Regions from separate parts of the Arachis hypogaea genome. Here region 2 is linked to region 1. A link is a contact called in public Hi-C data. All regions are on one chromosome and are shown on one strand. Each heading gives the region's core, a stretch centred on a gene start, on an enhancer-like site or on the middle of the called end of the contact. The rest is flanking DNA. Distances are from core to core; before and after follow the strand shown. Region 1 holds the start of LOC112733506 (small ribosomal subunit protein eS6). Region 2 holds the start of LOC112733509 (dof zinc finger protein DOF1.4).

Evidence for each region. Hi-C and Micro-C count contacts between places; a contact is called where the count stands out from the background.
Region 2: a contact with region 1 is called in a Hi-C map of leaf, with 5 times the contacts expected there. The contact joins the promoter of LOC112733509 here to the enhancer-like site in region 1. A contact is called at or near these places in 3 of 8 Hi-C or Micro-C datasets (leaf and an unstated tissue).

Annotation. Positions count from the first base shown.
Region 1 is chr13:130,596,289-130,601,770 of arahy.Tifrunner.gnm2.J5K5, forward strand. It overlaps LOC112733506 (small ribosomal subunit protein eS6), which reads left to right and starts at 186. Exons shown (of 6, transcript XM_025782475.3): 1 at 186-388; 2 at 474-538; 3 at 971-1,028; 4 at 1,114-1,222; 5 at 1,403-1,675; 6 at 1,790-2,210. The coding sequence starts at 383. The coding sequence ends at 2,025. Within about 2 kb of position 3,018, at least 1 of the 3 cell types and tissues checked has open chromatin away from gene starts, as enhancers often do.
Region 2 is chr13:130,647,192-130,652,673 of arahy.Tifrunner.gnm2.J5K5, forward strand. LOC112733509 (dof zinc finger protein DOF1.4) reads right to left here and starts at 2,749. Exons shown (of 2, transcript XM_025782479.3): 1 at 811-2,749; 2 at 1-649. The coding sequence starts at 858.

The sequences.
Region 1 (5,482 bases), core at 1,768-4,267:
TTTGCATATTTAAAAATTTTCAAAGTTTAAGAGGGAACTATTTGCATTTTAAAAATTTTTAAGGCTAAAGTGCACACATAGCCACATAGTATAACAGGTAAAGGGAGTGTTAAAGTTAAAACTGTAAATAAATAAAAAAGGTTAAGGGACTTAAACTAAGGATAAGAGTGGGCCTCGTACAGAATATGAAGCCCATACTCCTTCCAAGCATTTGCCTGGGTTTGTTAGGATACAGGCTTATGAAGCCCAATTAAGGGGCCCTTAAGAGAGGAGTAGAGTATATAAAAGCAGAGAACGAGTTAACCCTACCTTCTCTGACCAGCCGCATGTTCTAAGCTCAAAATCGGAAGGCACGCAGAGAGCTCGCAGCGGCGGCATCACAATGAAGGTCTTCTCCCTACTTTGTCTTCAGCTTCGATTTTTTTTAATGTTTTTGTGGCTGAGCAACAATCTTCGATTTTTTTTTTCTGCAGTTCAACATTGCTAATCCCACTACTGGATGCCAGAAGAAGCTCGAGATCGACGATGACCAGAAGCTGTAATTTCTCCGTTCATCTTTTCAATTCTCTCTTATTGCTATTGTTGCTGTTCTTGTGTTGTATACTGTGTTATGTTAAAGAATGCCACTTTGAAGTGCCGGTGCTCTGGAACAGTGCTTCTTTTATTTTTGCTTTATACATTATAGTGCTCCGGATTTCTTGTTAGAATTTGAAGCTTTGTAATTTTTGCCCCATTGCTGTTTAGTGCAAATGTAGTATTTGTTTCAGATTCATCTATTGATATCGATTACATAATGAACCCTAGTTTCCTTATGGCAACATGTTCGTGCTTTAGATTGATTGTGAGTTTGTTCTTCTGGTTGTTCATTATGCTGACTTTCGATAGATGATGTTAGATTGTTAGTTTTTCGGTAGAGATTTGTTCATACTGAATTTTGTTCGTGATATTGTTATTCTACTTTAAAATGCAGACGTGCATTTTGGGACAAGAGGATCTCACAGGAGGTCCTTGGTGATGCTCTTGGAGAGGTATGTTGGATTCCCCTTGAATATTCGATGTCTTCTCTATCTCTTCAATAGTTGATCCATTATTTATAAAACCTTTTTCATACAGGAATTCAAAGGCTATGTCTTCAAAATCACCGGTGGCTGTGACAAGCAAGGATTCCCAATGAAGCAAGGAGTGTTGACCCCTGGTCGTGTTCGTCTTTTGCTTCACAGAGGTATGATTTTTCTAAAGATTAAAGGTTCCTTCCTCAGTTGACTATAAACTGTTCAATAATACATGCCATTCATTTTTGCTTTGTCCTGCAATAAGTAGGGTGCACAATTCATGGTTTTCATTACCAAGTGGTTTTAGCTCTTTTGACTTACTTAATGTTGATTGCCATGCATCTGGGCAGGAACTCCTTGCTTCCGTGGATATGGAAGGCGCAATGGAGAGCGTAGGAGAAAGTCTGTTCGCGGGTGCATTGTCAGCCCTGATCTCTCAGTTTTGAACTTGGTGATTGTGAAGAAGGGTGACAATGATCTTCCCGGCCTGACTGATGTTGAGAAGCCAAGGATGAGGGGGCCAAAGAGAGCATCCAAAATCCGCAAGCTGTTCAACCTCTCAAAGGAGGACGATGTGAGGAAGTATGTTAACACCTACCGCAGAACCTTTACAACCAAAAATGGTAATTTTCTTATGCACAGAAATTTCTTAGTCTCTTTATGCTTCTGTTGATATGAACCAATATTGGTTAAATTAGTGATGAATTCTAGGCTGAGTAGTGGATGTTTGGTTTCAGGCAAAAAGGTGAGCAAGGCTCCCAAGATACAAAGACTGGTGACACCTTTGACACTCCAAAGGAAGCGAGCAAGGATTGCTGACAAGAAGAAGAGAATTGCCAAGGCCAAGTCAGAAGCAGCGGAGTATCAGAAGTTGCTTGCATCGAGGTTGAAGGAACAGAGGGAACGCCGTAGTGAGAGCTTGGCCAAGAGGAGATCCAAGCTTTCCAGTGCGGCTGCCAAGGCAACTGCATAGGCCCTCGTTTCATGGGTAGTGTGGTGAAGTTGGAAACTTCATCCTAGTTTTTGGTAGTCCTTATTTTCCATGAGGGTGATTGTGATAAACATTTATGGTTTTGTTATTATGTTGAGTTTATTGACAGATTTGGCACTTATTTGTTTGAGAGTTAAATTGAATTGAAGATTTTCGTCTAGCAGAAATTTCCTAACGAATGGATTTATGCTTACTTTGATTATGGCCTTGAAATTGTATGTTTGCAGGGTCTGATCTCAAGTGTTATTACATATAATGAGAACACTCACTTCAACTGGACTACTCTGCAGCCGAATTAAATAACCGCAGGATAGCATTACGCAGGATAGCCATATAATGCGATGGCTTGATAAAATTGGTAGATACATTCAATAAGCAATACTGAATAATATAAGGTTATCCAACAAAGAAAAATGAACAATTAGAACGTGGCAGTGTGCACATTTCCACGAGTTAGCCGTCTAGCCTCCCACCATACCTTTGGGCTTTGGAACAAGATTGGGAGCAGTACGTGTATAACCTTTTGACTTGAGTTTCGATCAGTTGCACTGCACTGTTTGGCAACGATGTCTCGTAAAGCTTTCCTTGGCGTCCCTTATAGGCTCGTCTCCATCAGTGCTTCAAATTATTCAGCTGTATGTATAGGTCTTTCCCTTTTGGGGGGTTTGGTTTCAGGTAAAAATGTTATAATAGGGTGAGATGCTACAAAGGAAGGACGTGAAACAGAGCAGTGAGCGAGAGAATGAACGAGGCAAGAAATGAAAGTTCCAACAAGAGTTTCTGTTTCCTAATACTAGCTTTAAATTTTTAATTAAACAAGAAACTTGCTACATGAAAGAAAGTGGCAAAATCTGCATACTGTGGCTGATTAATAGCTCCATTCAGGGAAGAGTTGAACTTGGCGGGCGAGATCTAATGTTGCTCAATAAGAACAGTTATGCATAACTACCCAACTCCTCAACTAGCGTGAAAAGCCAGGTAGTTGGAGCAGTTGGTCAAAGGAGGTCATCTCATGCATGACATCTGGACGAGACCACAACCTTAGATATGTGTCATTTCAACCTACCTATCATTCTTTTTTAACTACGCATAATCATTATAGACTCGCAAACAAGCCATGAGGTGGATATAATATAACATCATATATACATACATCCATATTCTCTAATCTCTACCACTACGACTCATTCAAAAGTTATTGTTATGTATAAGGTCTGCATTACTTAGCTTGTTCCAAGATTTTTCTGGGGGACATACATACACGACACACATGTATGCTCCTTGCAGTTTGTGAAGTACATTGAATTCCCATTCTCTTTCCATCATGTGCTTAATTTCAGCTACTTCCATGACATGACGAGGCCGGAATCCAGATCTGCTTCACATATGTACCTATAATCTATTATTGCTTTTAAAAAAGATTAACAACAAGCATAGAAGGGGATAATGAACCAGACTCTTATAATTGGCAGAAATTTGTGTATATTCTGAACATATTTATTACATGTTTTTAGGGGTGCACGTTTTGATTCATAAGTAAGTCATATAAAATAATTTAGAGTAAGTGGTTATGTTTGTTGCTAAAATTTGAAAAGAAATGTCGATAAAGACTATTGGTGAATGATTGTTTATTTAGTAGAAAAAGAAAGTGACATTATATATAATAGCACATGCATGTACGAAAAGAGTGGAAGCAGCAAGAGAAAGAGAGAAACCCAAAGAGACGCGCCACTAAGAATAAGAAACCCCTCCCCTCCCCTCTAAGAAAATTAGGTTTGGTCTTTGCACTTTTTCAGTGCATTATTATTTCTTGCGCACTGTATAGTATACTATATGAGATGCAGCAATTTCATTACTCCTTTAATTAATTTAACAAGCCAACTATAATCAATCATTGTTCAGTCCTCCAAATATGCTACCATGCATGCATATGATATGTTACATATATAGCTAGCTGTCTCACTGTCTCTCACTATGGAGAAAGAAGGAGAGGTCAGTAAAGAGCAAGTTGCTGGGCCTCTGCCTCCACCTCCACCTCCGCCTCGACCGCCACCACAGCATAAATGCCCACGGTGTGATTCAGACAACACCAAGTTCTGCTATTACAACAACTACAGCCTGTCACAGCCTCGATACTTGTGCAAAGCATGTAAGAGGTACTGGACACAAGGTGGAACCCTCAGGAATATTCCTCTTGGTGCTTCCAAGAACAAGATCAAGAACAAGCCCAACAAGCGTACCTTCAACACTGCTACTACTACTTCTTCTTCCTCCTCCGGCAAACTCTATTATCAGCATCATGCTGCTGGTTCTACTGCATCATCATTATCATCGTCAGCAGCAGCATCATCAGGGAGCAGCATGGCAGAATATACAACTGCTGCTGCTTCTCACCTTCATCATCAATGGCCCTCTCATGCCAACTACTCTTTCTGGAGTACTACTGTCTGCACCACTTCTTCCATAAGCGCTAATAATAATAATAACAACTCTTCTCAGTCACAGACCAATATCATGCCAAGAACAGCAGCTTCTTCTTCTCCTTCTTTCATCACACCAAATCAATGGCCACATCTCAAATGGAACCACCCTATGCCTCCTCCATGATTGCATTGCATTGCACCATCTCCATCATCATATTATTAATTATTACCAGTTTACCACCTAATGTTTAATTTCGTCATTTCCTTTTCTGGTTTAATTTGTATTAGGTTTGGAAATCTAATTTTAATTTCTTTACCATTTAATTCCACCAAAGATATATATACCCAAACTGACGTCTAAAATGAAGATATAATATGTATAATTGGTGATCACCAAGAAATCAAGAGTGTCCATTTTCTTTCTTAGTTAAAAAAGATGATGGAAGAATTGGAAAAGATGGTTCCGTGTGAGCATTGCGGATCCAAATGCTCTAATATTCGCAACTCAGCTTCTGTGCGCGGTTCACTCATCAGTCATCGCTTTATGGTGCAGTATGCAAAACTAGTTTATTTAATTGTCATTGTTTTCCATTAGAATTAAGGTTAATTTACTTCACATACACTTAGAGGACTTCTGAAAGAAGAAGCTTTAATCAAGCTTTAAGATACTATATAATTAATTTGCTGCGCACATTCAAGCTCACAAAATATTCTACGAACAAACCAACTAATTAAGACATAGCATAAATTAGAGTTGAGCAATAGCGGATGCATAATTTTATCTGTTTGTATATAAATGATTAAGGTGGGTATTTCAATAAAAATTTTATAATTGTCTTCATGTAAAAAAAAAAATTTTAATCCTTGAACGATGAATTAAAGGGATAAATTTTAATATATTATAAAAGTACTATTTTTATTTAAAATATAGCTAAATAAATAAATTATATTTTTATATAAAGTATACGCATAAAAAATATTTTTAATATCTTCATTTATTTAAATGTTAATTATTA
Region 2 (5,482 bases), core at 1,499-3,998, 51 kb after region 1:
GAGTGGAACTCAGCAAGGTAGTAGAAGCTGATGAAGAACACGAACCGAAGATGGAATTGTAAGCCGAAAGAAAGGAGTTACTCTCATTTGAACCAAATCCAGTAGCTTCAATATTGGACATGATCCCTGATGAAAAACCTAACCCACTTAGGTGAGGCTGAACATCATTATCATACCCAGAACTCACTCTGAACCCAGGGAAAGAAGGTAGGTTCAACAAATCACAGTTGCTATTATTATTACTACTACTTGGTACCCCATAAAACAAAGGGTTGATATTAGAAGTTGGAGGATGAGTGGAAGAAGAAGAAGGAGAAGGAGTGGCATCGATGGAAGAAGATGATTGGCGCTTGAGACGCTTGGTGTTCTTTCTGCAGCCACCGCCGACGGGGACGTTGCGGAGGGTTCCACCTCTTGTCCAGTATCGCTTGCAGGCTTTGCAGAAGTGTCTGGGCTGCGATAAGCTGTAGTTGTTGTAGTAGCAGAATTTGGTGTTGGATGAATCGCAGCGAGGGCACTTGAGAGCTTGTTGCTGCTGCTGCTGCTGCTGCTGAACATGTTCTTGACCTTGTTTTTCCATAACCCTAGCAGATGATGATGATGGAGCTTCAGCTTTGGTCTTGTGATCTTGATCATCTATCATTTGAGTCTACATGAGAGAAATTAATTAAACAATAATGAAGAAAGAAGGTGGGTAAAAATAACAAGACAGTGGGCTATATTCTCTTCCAAAAGGAAAACAACAAAATTGGGGTGGTCATGTATTTGTCAAATAATTGAGTGAGTGAGAGAGAGAGAGAAATTAAAGACCTGTGTCCATTCGTTAGTCGTTGATGGAGCCATGATATTAACCAACATTTTGGAATCTGAATCGTTACTTCAAACAAATATGGGGACTAGCTTGCTGGATTTCAATATGCCTATGCTTATACACCATAACAGAAATGGATGGTCGCCTCATCTATCTCACCATCATCATCACATGTATCTATGTACATAATTCATTACTATTATTTAATCACCGAATAATAATAATAATTTATTATCTCTCTCTAGTCTCTACCCTCAATTGTGCCTAGTTTCACGTGCTGATGAGTTTGGTCTAAGATAAACCTTCTATCATTAATTTAATGCAATGGAATATTGGAAAATAAAGGACATTCGAAATCCAACTACAGGACATACAGGTAAAAGCACAAATATCAGGATGAATCTCGAGTGCCTCAACCCCTACTCTCTCTCTCTCTATATATATATATATAATTTATATTTAATAACAAGTACTTTTATAATTATGTATGTGTATAGTCGGTATAGACTATAGAGAATAGCTAATAATCCAGCCCATCACTACATAACATTCTTTTGTGCACAGAGAGAGAGAATCAGATAACTACAAATATATGTAGAGGGAATCCCTAAGGGCTCAATGCCCAAAGCATTATTAATTAGAGAAAATCCCACTTACAATTTGCTTAAATAATTAATTAATTAGTATAGCATATAGTAACAAATTTAAGTTTAATGTCACAAATTTCTCCTTGTAATATCAAATCTTATCCTGAAGAAAAGTAAGCAAGAGACATATTGATGGTATTGTATGAACTATTTATAGTTACAGATAAGGCAGAGAATAGCTAGAGTTAGAGTACTACACAAGCATATATAAGATGCTTTCTGTTCTCTGCCGGGATTTATATATATAAAAGGAGAGATCTAGACCTGCATATATATGTGTATTTGCATTAGGGACTAAACAAAAAAGTTGCAAAGAATTGAAAGGGACAAAAAGCCACTACACTATGGTAGATATTTATGTCACAACACTCGAACATAAATAGACCACGCTTTGCAGTTAAGAGCCTCTAGCTATATACCTATATATATATACTCTTGCATTGTTGTTCTTTATTCTCTCTTGATCTTGCCCCCTTTTTTATTCTATCTTAATTTGCTTTTGAAATGGTTGAGATTTGTTGACAGTAAACCGTTAATGGAATGTGAGATTTGTCAGAAAGTAGTGATCAAGGGAGGAACCATGCATAACCATGTGGTGAGCAACTCAGCTCGCAAGGCCAAAAATTAAAAAAAGAAAGAAAAAAGCAAATAAAGCAGAGATAAAGGGAACAAGAGGATTTTGTAGTCCCCCAAGGGATCTTCTCTTCTTCCCTACCAACATCATTATTCTTTCCCACTTCAACTCCATCTTAGATCTTGCTACTTGCTAACATACTATACACTATACACTCTTCGTTTTATTTAATTTTTTTTTTATTACTTAACATGTATACTATTAGGATTGTTCATTATATTAAAAAAAAAATGAAAGCTAAACATTCACTTATCACGTACAACATATATATGATAGGTGACAAATTTTTAGTTATCTATAAAAAATGTAATATGTTTCTAGCTACAATAAGTACACAGCACTAAAAGATAAATGTTTATGCATACAAACACGATGATAGGAAGTGGATTTTAATTGTTGCCTACCACTACTATATACTATATCTCTTCAATAATTCTTCTATTGAGTCACACTATATGGGCCATGATTAAGTAGTACTATTTTCATGTGAAGGAAAATTGGAAAAATAATACTCTATGGTTAACATAACATACATATATTGTGAAAAAGATAAAGATGGGTGCAATAGAAGATAAAACAATTGATTAGGTTTGATGTAGAACAATCGGCATCATTGATCAGTTGTTGTAAAAGGTGATGAGTGGTGGTAGTGTGATTATGATTATTAGTACAAATATGTGGGTAAGTAGAAGAAAATAAAGAAGCACGCGAGAGGAAGAGGTTGTGAGATTGGTCAACGTTAGAGGTTGAAGGTGGAGGTGGGGCCCACCTTATGCATCACCACCAGACATGAAAGAAACCCAACGCGCACGTTAAAGGGAGAGAGAATGAAGCTATGTATATTATGGGGACCAAACCATCAAATCCATGCCAACTCTACACACCAAAACGTGACCACACATACATCATCCCACTCTCCACTCTCCATTTCCTCCTTTAGCATAATTCGTAACCATAATTCAATCCATTTTAATGTCCCTATGCAAACATAAATAGAAAGAGAAATGTTACTTCATTTTTTCACTTAAATATATTCAATTTAATTTAAACTCAATAATGTCTCAATTGTTTTTATTTGTGACCACCACTTCCACTTTAATTTGTTTGCTTGAGAGATTTTTCATGTGGAAAGACTTTGATGTCCTCCTTGCATTGTCTGCTTCCTTTGCTTTATTTGTTATGTCTCGTATTTCTCTATGATATTTGAACAGTTGGATGCTTCTTATACGCTGCTCATCAAATCACTCTTGCTTGTTGTTTTCTCAGTTATCACTATGCATGTATTTTTTTTATGCTAAAAGGATTAAAATTGATGATAGTCCAAAGATGAATGTGAATGGATTTTTCCGTAGCCTAATAATATTCCACATATATGTAGATTCAGACATCATGCGTGTACCTGTTGTACTTATATATGCACCGATACACATCTATTTATATTATATACAAAATTAAAATTTATATATAATTGTGTTCATATAAAACTATTATTTAATAATATAAATTTTAATTATTAATTTTACATAAATATAACTGTATGTAGGTTTTTATCTATATAAAAACTAATATCAATATTGTCACGCAATAAAAAAGTTAACAGCTTAACATTCTACCATTTTATAATTTTGTCACATAAATATTACTCTATAAGTGTCTATCCTTTTCTTATATTACTATCCAAATTTGATTTCTATCTATAATATTCTAAAAACCATTACAATCACTAACTCTCACGCTCATTACTATTATTAATTACACACTATATATTTTCTCTTATTCACTCATTTTCGAATCATAATCACTAAATTTATTCTCTCATCTTTATGCTCACTTCTACTCATATTTATTATATAAATTAATATCTACTTTATATTTTTTTTATCTTTTTTACATAATCTCATGCCTCTTATTCTAACTTCTCTTCATTTTTGCTAATATTTGCACAATTATTTTTATAATTAAAGTTTTTTTCCTCGTTTTGTTAAACAATTGACTCGTTATGTATTAGAATGAATTTTCAAAAATACTAAAATGTATATTTTTATAATTTTTGTTTTATTTTGTCTAATTGTATTTATTGGTCATATATTATCTTTGTTCGATATATTTTTTTACCATTTAAATATTTTATATTTTTAATATTATTTAATTATAATAATAATATTAAAAGTATATGGTGCTGTAATTCATGAAAATTAAAATTAAAAAACTAAATGTTATTTTCAGTTATTGAAATATTATACCCTCATTTGCATTGTATCTAAAAATATTACTATACAAATTCATACCAAATACAATAAAAAAAACCTATGTAACAAATAACATTATCAAAAATAAGTTTAACATTTCTTTTTAATTTAGATATCCATTCAAATTCTGCGCGTTGTTCTAAATCTAGTTTATTATAATAATCCAAAATATCTATTAAAACCACACATGCCATGACTCATGATGGCTAGCTTATTCGGCAACTTGGATGTATGTTTGATGGTAATTAACGAAAATGGATGGTCCTCTCTCAACCACCATGTAGTTCAACACTTTGACAATTAACCGTTTTAAAATAATTAATTAACTATAAAGGAATAATAGTTCTAGTATGGTTGCGATGCAAGTAAATACAAAATACTCCATATATAGGAAGACTTTGGCACCAATTCACCAGGACTAAGCTTGGTATATATATTAAGTTTAAATTAAAGTAAAAGTCTTAATTAATCTAATCCTAGCTGCAATAATAGAGAATATATTGATGCTATCCACTTTGTATTGCGCATCAATAATTCACCAATTAACCGCTGCATCCATGATTTTCCCACTTCAGAATATTCTTACGACATGCTTTTATATAAATATATTAATTTTATTAGATCGCCATCATAATAAGATGCATGAGAAGGTTTGAAATATTATTGCCCGAAGCTAGCTAGGTTCTGATTATAATAACAATTAATTTTTGAAGCAAATTGATTATAATAATAATAATAATGTTTGTATTAGACTATTAGAGGACAATAATAATATAAAAATGGACCACTTGATGATAGTGGGGAGAAATGTGAAGGAAATAGTGAGCAGTGCGGTGAGACCATAATAATAAGTAGGAGATCAGAAAGCATAGAAAATTCCAGTAAGAAACCGGTCATACACGGTCTTTCATAGAAGAATCTACCTCTCCCTTGTGCCTTGGACTGTTGCTTATGGAAGTTTCATGCATCTTCATTCCTGTGGGCCCTACAGAATGTTGGGGACACATTATTATATCAAGTGTCTCATATAAACAATGTTTCCACATACACTTAATTTAAACATGCTGTTAGTTTATGTTTATTCTCTTCATCACACCTTTTTTTTTTCCTTTAAATTTTGACATGACTTTTATTTTAAGAT